Regions from separate parts of the Mus musculus genome. Here all the other regions are linked to region 3. A link is a contact called in public Hi-C and promoter capture Hi-C data. All regions are on one chromosome and are shown on one strand. Each heading gives the region's core, a stretch centred on a gene start, on an enhancer-like site or on the middle of the called end of the contact. The rest is flanking DNA. Distances are from core to core; before and after follow the strand shown. Region 1 overlaps Chd2 (chromodomain helicase DNA binding protein 2). Region 2 holds the start of 4930429H19Rik (RIKEN cDNA 4930429H19 gene). Region 3 holds the start of Fam174b (family with sequence similarity 174, member B).

Region 1 (3,209 bases), core at 398-2,897, 310 kb after region 3:
GGACCTGGAGTACAGAAGATTGTGAGCTGCCATGTTGCCGTTGGGAGCTGACCCCAGGTCCTCTGCAAGGGCAGCAGGTGCTCTTAGCACCTGAGACGTCTCCCCAGCCCTGTCCTCTTTTTGAAAAGTGTTGCTTTGTTCTTGAAGACTTTTATACACGCACAGATCATGTGCTTTTGGTAATTTCACCCCATTGCCCCTCCTCCCTCTCTGGACCGGTGCAGTTTCCCTCCCAACAGGCTTCCTTCCTCCTTCCATGTCTTTGCTTGTGACCCAGTGAGCTTTCTTGTGCTTGCTGCATGAGTTGGGGTGGGGTGTTATTTATGGCACAGGCAACTTAGGAGTATCTCACACATTGCTAGACGAAAGGACACTGCTCTCCTGGCACTCTTTTGTGGTTTTATTATATTTTCAAGTCAGCATATAATGTGTTCCATATCACTATGGCATTTTTGAACAAAGTTGTTTCTCCTCCCCCATCTCTCCCACCCTCCTACTGTCCTGATTTCCCCTTGTGACTCCCTGCCAGATTCTTTTCCTCTTTCATGTCCCATGTGTCCTGGAAGTCCCATGCCACCGTACTTTCTTCTCACATAATATATCTCCTCTTGGTTTACTTTCTAGATTCATAGAATTTTCCTGTTCTTAAACCTGACTACATGTGTACATTACGGGGCAGCATCCACATATAAAGGAGAATTCTGAGTTTGAGTCACCTTGTGTACCTTCCCCATCCATTTCCCTGCAAATATCAGAGAGGCGTAGGATCTCTGCAACTCAGTAGCCAGCCAGCCTAACCTAATCGTTAAGCTACAGGTCTCAGTGAGAGATGTTGTCTCAAAAAAACAAGGTTAGAGCAATGAGATGTTTAGCTGGTAAAGGTGCTTGCAGCCACGCCTGATGAGCTGAGGTCAGTCTGCCTGTGGATGGTGGCATATGTGTGCACACAGTGGATGGTGGCATATGTGCACAGAGTGGATGGTGGCATATGTGCACACAGTGGATGGTGGCATATGTGTACACAGTGGATGGTGGCATATGTGCACACACACATGTGCACACAGAGTTAATAGATGAATAAATTAGTATGATGCTTTTCTTTAAAAGCTGAGTGGTACTTGAGGTATGTTAGCTGAGGCTGACTTCTGGCCTCCACATTCACGTACCTCACACACCTGAATGTGTGTCCACACATCACCTATGAGTGAATACACACAATACAGACTCAATGGTAGTAGTTCATAACATGGCACATGAGGTGGGCACCAGTCTGTGGTCCTTGCCCACCCGGATCCAATAATTTAAGTCAGCCTTTTGAAATTCTATTTCTCTACAGCTGTGCAGTGCCATTAGTGAAGTGACAAGCCAGTTTCACACTGTGAGTTGGCAAGTGTGAGAGACTTCACTTAACATCTGGCTGTTGACTGAACTTCTTGGCACCTGTGGGCTTCCCTGGGCAGATGTTATGCTTTGTGCTTATAGACTGCTCTGTGAATTTAAAGTGGGGCAATAGTTACACAGCGTTTTTGTCTCCTGCTGTTGTTTTGGGAGATCTACCATTTAGATGCGTAGCTGTCGCCTGCATTAGCCACCTCATGAGGGAGCCTGCATGCTCTCTGCCTCCTGCTTTCCCATCATCTCCTCAGGCTTCTCTGTGCAGGTCTGCATTTCTGCCTGGTCTGTCCTTTTGTCCTTGTGTTCACTGAGGCTGCACTGTGAGGAGGTGTTTATTTTGACGGGTATTTTTGCTGGATGTAAAGTTTTCAGTAACCAGTTTCAGTACTGTGAGATGCTCCTCCATTGTCTGCTTTATGCCTTCTGACAAAAACGCCTGTCTTCTCCCTTTTCCTCTTTACGGACAGTTACTGTTGAATGCCTGGTTCTGTCCCCTATCATAGGCTGTGCTATCTGCCTGCCTGCCTGCCTGCCTGCCTGCCTGCCTGCCGGCCTGCGCTCCCTGCCTCCTTCCCTTGTAATGGAGTACAGAGATTAACCCCGGGCTTGAGTGCATGAAGCAGGTGCTTTCTGCTCAGCACATTGAAGCCCTGACTCACTTTTCTTTGCATTTCTTTTACTCAGGAATCACCCAGCTCTTTGGATATGTAGGGTTATTTTTCATACCTATAAATTTGAAAGATTTTCAATATTTTCCAAATAATGTTGCCATTTTCCATTTCCTCTGGAAATTGAAATTGTTGTTAATGTTATCCTGCTTGAAGTGTGGTATGCTGACTAGACTGTACTTATCAGAATTGTTCCTCACCTGCTGATGATGTCATTTGAGTCAATTTCAGTTTGATTAGCTTAGCTCATTATATTTCATATCTCCTGATACTTTCCATGCCTAGTAATGTATTAGATGGCCTATAAAACACCATTGACAGCAATATACTCCTATGTGCATGGGTGTCACACACACACACACACACACACACACACACACACACACTGCTCTATGTGTCCTGGCATTGTTTATTTGTTCCCTGTGATTTCTTTGGCATATTCATCCTTTTCAGATTGAAATATTCTTTCTAGTATCCTCTGTTGACTTAGTGGTCAGGACAGGTTTTCTCAACCAATGGGGCACATCTCCTTTGGGGGTTGAGCAACACTTCCACAGGGTCACCCAAGAAAACACAGAGATTTACTTTATAATTCACAATAGTAGAAAATAATTAAGATTCATAAATAGTACAGAAACAATTTTATGAATGGAGGTCTCTACAACGTGAGGAACTGTGTTAAAGGTCAGCATTAGGAAGGTTGAGGACCACCGCTTTAGTCTGTTTTCTTGTGAATTTTTAATTTTATTATTATTTTTTTAAATATTTTTATTAGGTATTTTCCTCATTTACATTTCCAATGCTATCCCAAAAGTCCCCCATACCCTCCCACCCACTCCCCTACCCACTCACTCCCACTTTTTGGCCCTGGCGTTCCCCTGTACTGGGGCATATAAAGTTTGCGTGTCCAATGGGCCTCTCTTTCCAGTGATGGCCGACTAGGCCATCTTTTGATACATATGCAGCTAGAGTCAAGAGCTCCGGGGTACTGCTTAGTTCATAATGTTCCACCTATAGGGTTGCAGATACCTTTAGCTCCTTGGGTACTTTCTCCATTGGGAGCCCTGTGATCCATCCAATAGCTGACTGTGAGCATCCACTTCTGTGTTTGCTAGGCCCCGGCATAGTCTCACAAGAGACAGCTAC
Region 2 (3,201 bases), core at 58-2,557, 430 kb after region 3:
TGCAAAATTGCTTCACGGTTCGGTTCTTCAGAACCTTTTGTGTAAGAGTGAAAGGAGCTCTCAGTTAACATTCTCAAAATGGGTTACTCAAAAGTGTTACATGCATGTGTGAAATTCGTCACAATAAAAACCATTATTTTATACAATTAGTATGTACTGGAAAAAAAAAGAGAGAGATCTCACTACAGATAAATTGTCACTCAGCCCTTGACTCAAAATTCTTGGAACTCCAGTTTGTTGAGTAGGAGATGCACCTTGGTTCCCAGTTTGTTTTTCAAACCTCGTTGAAATGTTATGTAGCTGGGACAGGGAGAGGAAGGCTTTGGTGAGAGAGATCTGTATTTTAGTGTTCTCTCTTGCTTTTTTCATCAGAGAGTCAGCAAGACGTCAGGTTTTCAGAGTGAACCGGAGAAGGGGAGAACGTGGAAAGGCCCTGTGGGAGGCGAGAAGTGGAAAGATCGGGAGGAGGAGACACAGCACTTCCCCAGCCCTGAAGGTGGCCTGGGCTCCATTTGCTGAGGACTGAGGAGTTAAAAATCACACCTAGGTTCTATTTGACTTGGGCTGAAGGGTTTGCAGCATGTAATGGTGACTCTGAAAGTCCTCTAGGGAGAAATGTCTCTGAAAGGTAGAGACACATTGTCACTGACTGGTCTGGTCCTGCTAAAGGGCAACCAAACTGGGGAAAGCATCTGAAAGAGCAAGCTTACATAGCCCCTCCCACTTCCAAGAGCACTATGGCAACCATGGCTTCCACAGTCGCTCCCACCAACAGTCGCTCTGTTTTCACCACCAAAGCCTTCGCCCACACCACCTCTAACACTACCATTACTTCTGCCATAGTTACCATCTCCACCGTCACCACTGTTACCACCTCCGGCTAACACCACCACCGCCACCTTAGCTATTGTCATTATTGCCTCTGCTACCACCACCACGGACTACCACGAACACCAGCACGGATCACAGGGTTACCCTGCAGCCGCCACCATGGCCTCCATCACCGCTGTCGTCATCACTACTCCTGCTGTCTCCACCTCTACCAGCATCACCATCATCTCTGTACCATCTACGCGGCCACTACTGTTATCGCCACCATCACATCTTGACGGAATCATCACCACCGTCGCCATCTTTCCTCCACTAGCAGCATTATCACTATTACCGTTATCGCTACCACTCCCGTTTTCTCATTAGCATTTCCTAGGCACTGTTGTACAAAGCAGGGAACAGTCTCAGGCTAAATGATTTGTTCAATCCCATACAGCAACAAGTTAGAAAGTCAAAATGTCATCCCGGGTCTGTATGAGGGAAGTGGTTCAGAATGTTGCATTGTCGGGCGTGGGATACGCGCTGCGTCTTGGTTTACTCGTAGGCAGGCACCTCTCTGTTTGGGCATGAGAGGCTCCTTGTGGGCCGTGACCAGGACCGACAATCTGTTTCCCTTTCTTTTTCGGTCTTTCTTTCACACAATCTGGATCATATGTCTTTTCTGGTCAGAACAAATAAAAATGTTTTATGTCTCCCCTCCTTTTTTTCTGGGTTTTGGATGTAAGTGTTTGCACACAGTTCTGGAAGCAGATGGAGCCTGACAGAAACCCATGTGAGAATTCAAACTCAGAAGCTCTGTGACAGGGCACTCACATTCATAGGCATCTCTGGGAATTCCAAAGACGGAGAGACATCTAGGTAAAGGGAGAAAAGGGGACAGAGATACAGACACATACTGAACGCGAACCTTTGTGTTTTGGAGATATGCTAGGACGCCCTGGCTTTTCAGTGACTGCTTATTTTCCAATCGATGGAAAGTCAAAGCCATTGGATGCTGCCTTCTCCCTGATGTTATCAGGACACACTTGCTCACACTTCCTACCAGCCTGGCTTCTCTTCAGATGAGGAGGACATAACTCTTCCTTGCAGAGTCCATAGCTCCACGCCAGAGTCAGGTATGGCTACAGGAAATAATAACACACTGTCTGATGCCCTAGGTAAACTGTGGCTACATCTTGGCTTGGCATGCCTCCAGACTGTTGTTTCAAAAGGCAATTCCCCTGCACCAAACAAGCTCAAAGCTCTCTGCTGGAATTACCGATGGTTAAATTGAGTTGTAGCTAGATTAGGGTTCCCACCCATAACAAATCACCTGGGAAGCAAGTTTGCAGTAGTGTGTTTGGCCTACGAGGAACTGCTGGGCCTGGCTGCATTGTATTCTGGATGTGTATGACCTGGAATCTGTGAGAACTAGGCATGATGACTTTCATATCAATCCGTATTCCAGGAGGACTGCTGGAAGCATTTATGGTTTTCCATAAGAGTTGCCTCTTACCTCCTGTTTGCTTCTTTGCCCTGTCTAGCTCTTGGGCAACTTGGTGCCATCGGAAAGGTTGGTAGAACTGAGTGAATGAGGGCCCGGGCCTGCTTTTATCACCATCTCCATCTCTGTGTCTTTCCCCGGAGCCTTGGTGGAAAGTGGGGACACTGGGAGCCCTCGTGCTTAGCTTTCAGGGGTGGTTGACAGAAGGAGGGACTAATAGTCACAGAAGTCCCTCTCATGGAATAACATGCTATTCATAGCCCAAGACTCTGCTGCTGTGGTCATGATTGATGGTTGCTTTTAAGAGGCTGGTGTGAGGGAGGATGGGGGTCGGGGTGAAAGGAAGCAACTGTTTGAGGTGTGGAACGCAGATGTGACCCCCACCTCGCTCATCTGTCAGACACAAAATGTCCCCCTCCTACTGACCTAGCCGGGAGTTAACTCTGTTTTCCTCAAGAGTAAGACCAGATGAGGTGCTGCTGACTGTGTGTCAAATCTCTCACACAGCAGGTTTCCAAAGTCGAGAATCTAATTTTTATTTTTCCCTTAAAAATGTCTATATCGTCATTTCTCCTTAAAAATAAAAATGAATCTGGAAGCACAGTGATTCGCTGCCCTTTCCTGGTCAGCTGTCTTAGGTCTAGGGTGGTTCTGGGAGTGGGAGGGGTGAGCACAAGAGACCAGCGTTGCTTGTGATCTTCCTTGTGGTGAGAGAGGACTTGCTGCCTCACATCCTGTGTCATAGAATTGGAAGACCCTGGTATCATGGGTGGCTCACCAGGTCTAGTCCTCGTCCCAGGTGCCACTGGTTTACCCCCACACGAGGGAGGGACCGTTGCTCTGCCCTCTCTACCCTCATGTGGCATATCCTACTACCTAATCCCCAT
Region 3 (3,265 bases), core at 719-3,218:
GTTTCCAGTTCTCCATGTGGTTAATGGCTAGCAGACTGGAGAACACAGGAGAAACTGAGGCCTCGTAAGATTGGTGCAGCCCATCACCTTCCTCGTCTCACCTGGTGCTGGGAGGGAAGCCTGTACCAGGGAAAGGAAGGCAAGGAGGAAATGGCGTTAGGATCTCTGGGTGATGGATGACTAGGACTCGGAGCCTACAAGCTAAGATGGAAAGCAAGCAGGTACAAAGGACCCCTGGCCAGCAGCCCAGACATGCTGGGGCTAGTTAATCAAGTCCACGGGGGGAGCATGACCAGGGACAACAGCCACAGAACAGACCACCAGGCAGCAGAGTCGAGGTGCACCACCCCACCTTTAGCCACACAGAATCCAACAATACTTACTTGTTCAACATGGACAAAGGAACACTAGGGGAATAGTCCCTGCTGTAAAGTGCTCCACATCCTATCTAAATCAGAATCTAGATTGGCAGCTGTCTACCTAAGAAACTCAACTAACAAGCTTGTCTTCCAGGAAGAGGGTACAGATCATGCCCAGAAGCAGTTTATCTCATTAAGTGGTCTCCTTCCTTCCTTCCACACCCAAGCCAAGGACTCTCCCTTCCGGGCCTGAGTGCCACATCTCCTACTTTGTCCCCTCACATCTGGCCACATGTGCTTTGTCTTCTCCCCCACTCTTGGGTAATAAGGAGCAGACTGGCAAAATACTTCAAATGCCTTCTTTTAAAAGTACACAGCTGTGTGGGCTGGGACTATTTTGAGCTAAATGCTGCAAACCTCCAAGCTCAGAGCCGTTCTGGGCGTTCGCTGACTCCAAGTGAACAATGAGGGCCGTCACCAAAGCTATCATGGGTCACCAAACCTCCTGAAACCTGTAACCAACATCAGGTGTGTGAAGCAAGTGTCCCCAGGTTCCTCTGGCATCCCTCGCTCCCTGCTTCTGCTTTCTGTAGGTGAAAGAGGGCGAAGAGCTGGTAAAACAGAGGAGAGCTGCCAAAGGGGGAAAGGGGCAAAGTTCTTGATAGGAGAACCCTAGTCCAAATTGTCCCTCAAGCGCTGAGTACCTGTGTAAGCCAACTCTCTTTGAATGTTTCCTTGTCTGTGAGGTGGGCATAAAAATACATTCCACGGAAGGTGGTCGGAACTCAAAGTTGGTGTTAAACGTGAACAGAGGAAAGCAATAGAATCTAGGACTTGGAACACACCAAACAGCCTTAAAGGGGGAAACGGTTCCTGAGATGTGCCCTGGAAGAACCAAATGCACGCGCCCGCCCTCCGGATCCCACCCAGGCAGAGAGCAGAAAAGTGCGCGCCTGGCGAGAGCGCGCCGAGAGCGAGCACCTGTGCGCGCAGGTGGGGAGGACGCGCGGTGGCATCAGCGGCAGCAGCAGCATGGTGACGCCGCCCATGGAGCCAGCAGGGCAAGGAGTTGGGCGACGCGACCCACCTGAAGACGCGCAGCAGCAGACAGGCGATGAGCAGCGCGCTGAAGGCACATGCCACGATCACCGTCGCCTTCAGGGTAGGCAGGTCACGAAGCAGACTGGAGATGCGGGTCACCACCGCGTCGACGCTGCTGTTGGAGCTTCCCCCGCCCGCCATGCCGGATCCCAGCTGGGTAGCATTCCCGGGACCGGGCGGAGGCTGGTGTTCTGCTTCGGGCTGGGAGGCCGAAGCGGACTCGGCTCTGCGAGCGAGGGCGGCGGGCGCGGCCAGGAGCGCGAGCAGCAGCAGCAGCAGCGGTGGCGGCGGTTGGGGTGGCAGGGCGCTCATGGTGCACTATGCGCACGCACGGTGCGGAGGTCTGCGTCCCGGAGGCTTGCACCCCGGAGGCCTGAGCCCCAGAGGCTGGCACCCGGGAGGCCTGCGCCGGGGTCTCCGGCTGCCGAGGCGGCTGCGCGATGCTCGGCAGGAAGCTGCAGAGCCCGGAAGAACCCGCGCCGCCGCTGCAGCCACCAACACGTTGCACAGAGTCATTCGACGGGCTTCGGCCCCGCGTGGGCGGGGCAGACCTCGGCTGGGTCCCCGCTGCGCTCCGCCCCTGGGTAGCCCAACCCGATCAGGACCTAAGACCCCATGGAGGAATCCTAACTGCTTGGCTCACTCTGCTCCGGGCAGGCAGAATGATGAACTGTTCACGCGATTTATTTCTTTCAGTATGGCAGCCCTCTCTGGAAACAGGTATTCTTTTGCCCTGGTTTGTTGATTTAGCACGCAGGGAGTCAGCTCACAGCAACCCAGATTTCCCACCTAGAGTTTGCAAGCCCTTTGCACTTCAGCTGGTGAACCTTTGGAAGTAATCTCTCCTTCTCCAGACCAGACTTAAATTTCAAACTCCAAGGAGTAATTTATTGTGGTTCTGTCTCTGGTATATAAACTAAGTAATGTTGGGGTGGGGAAAGACTATTCTCTTGGGAGTCCAGGAATTGATACAGTGCTGAGTGGGTTCCTGGAGCAACCGTTACAGAACCTTGGATGATCTGGAAGGTGCTCCCCAATGATCAGTAAATATCTAAACATACAGAACAAGGACCAAGAGACTTTGATCAGCTCATTTCTGGTCCTGCTAGAGAAACAGACAAATATAACGATGCATTCATTGTCTATAGTTACATAACCAAGCTTCCATAACAAATTATCCCAAAACCTAGTAGGTCACCACAATCCCCATTATCTGGGTTGTCCTGTTTTAAGGTATCTTGTTAAGTTTAAGATCAAACTAATACCCCCTCCCCCAGATCTCCTCAAAAGGTTCACATGGGAGCTGATCTGTCCCCGAGCTCAACTGGCTTTCCCTGACTGATTCAGCGCTTCACAAACTGCTAGCCCCGAACCTCCATTCCCCATCTCTGTCTGTCAGAAGCTGCCCTAAGTTCTAACGGTGAGAATTTCCAACAGAGCGTTTTGCATCTTCAACGTGTTCAAGCCCAGTTAGCAATAAATTCAGGGAGCCGGACAGAAGACAGTTCTGTAAAACTTAATTACAGATGTGACACCCCCACACTTTCTCCTGAATCGGTTCATTAGATGCATACCACCACTCTTTGTTCACAATTCAGGAAAGAAGGCGTCACAATGACGTAAATAACAGGAAGCGGGAGCATCAGGGCCACCTAACAGCTGTCTGCCATATACACTGGGGGTGGGGGTGGGGTGAGCAATATTGAGATTCCCAGAAGTCATTGCCCACCAAGCACTTTGTGTATCAAGTGTTTTCAAGCATGCTACAGGGATGAGAGAGAAAGATCATCTGCTAGACAGAGCAC

Evidence for each region. Promoter capture Hi-C pulls out the DNA fragments that hold promoters and counts their contacts. Hi-C and Micro-C count contacts between places; a contact is called where the count stands out from the background.
Region 1: a Hi-C map of cerebral cortex shows a contact between it and region 3, with 4 times the contacts expected there. The contact joins the enhancer-like site here to the promoter of Fam174b in region 3. A contact is called at or near these places in 3 of 39 promoter capture datasets (embryonic stem cells, hematopoietic stem and progenitor cells and stem cell-derived epiblast-like cells), 3 of 484 Hi-C or Micro-C datasets (Th1 cells, cerebral cortex and embryonic stem cells) and 1 of 115 datasets of contacts at active chromatin or transcription factors (embryonic stem cells).
Region 2: a promoter capture Hi-C map of stem cell-derived epiblast-like cells shows a contact between it and region 3, with 4 times the contacts expected there. The contact joins the promoter of 4930429H19Rik here to the promoter of Fam174b in region 3. A contact is called at or near these places in 2 of 39 promoter capture datasets (pre-B cells and stem cell-derived epiblast-like cells).

What each region holds. Positions count from the first base shown.
Region 1 is chr7:73,432,244-73,435,452 of GRCm38.p6, reverse strand. All of the region lies in intron 38 of Chd2 (chromodomain helicase DNA binding protein 2), which reads left to right. Among named protein-coding and RNA genes, the nearest start is that of A730056A06Rik, 58 kb to the right of the region's middle. Within about 2 kb of position 1,647, at least 12 of the 459 cell types and tissues checked have an H3K27ac peak or open chromatin away from gene starts, as enhancers often do. A contact at or near this core is called in cerebral cortex, where this site is marked.
Region 2 is chr7:73,308,486-73,311,686 of GRCm38.p6, reverse strand. It overlaps 4930429H19Rik (RIKEN cDNA 4930429H19 gene), which reads right to left and starts at 1,307. Exons shown (of 3, transcript NR_105062.1): 1 at 1-1,307.
Region 3 is chr7:73,739,010-73,742,274 of GRCm38.p6, reverse strand. It overlaps Fam174b (family with sequence similarity 174, member B), which reads right to left and starts at 1,968. Exons shown (of 3, transcript NM_001162532.1): 1 at 1,447-1,968. The coding sequence starts at 1,772.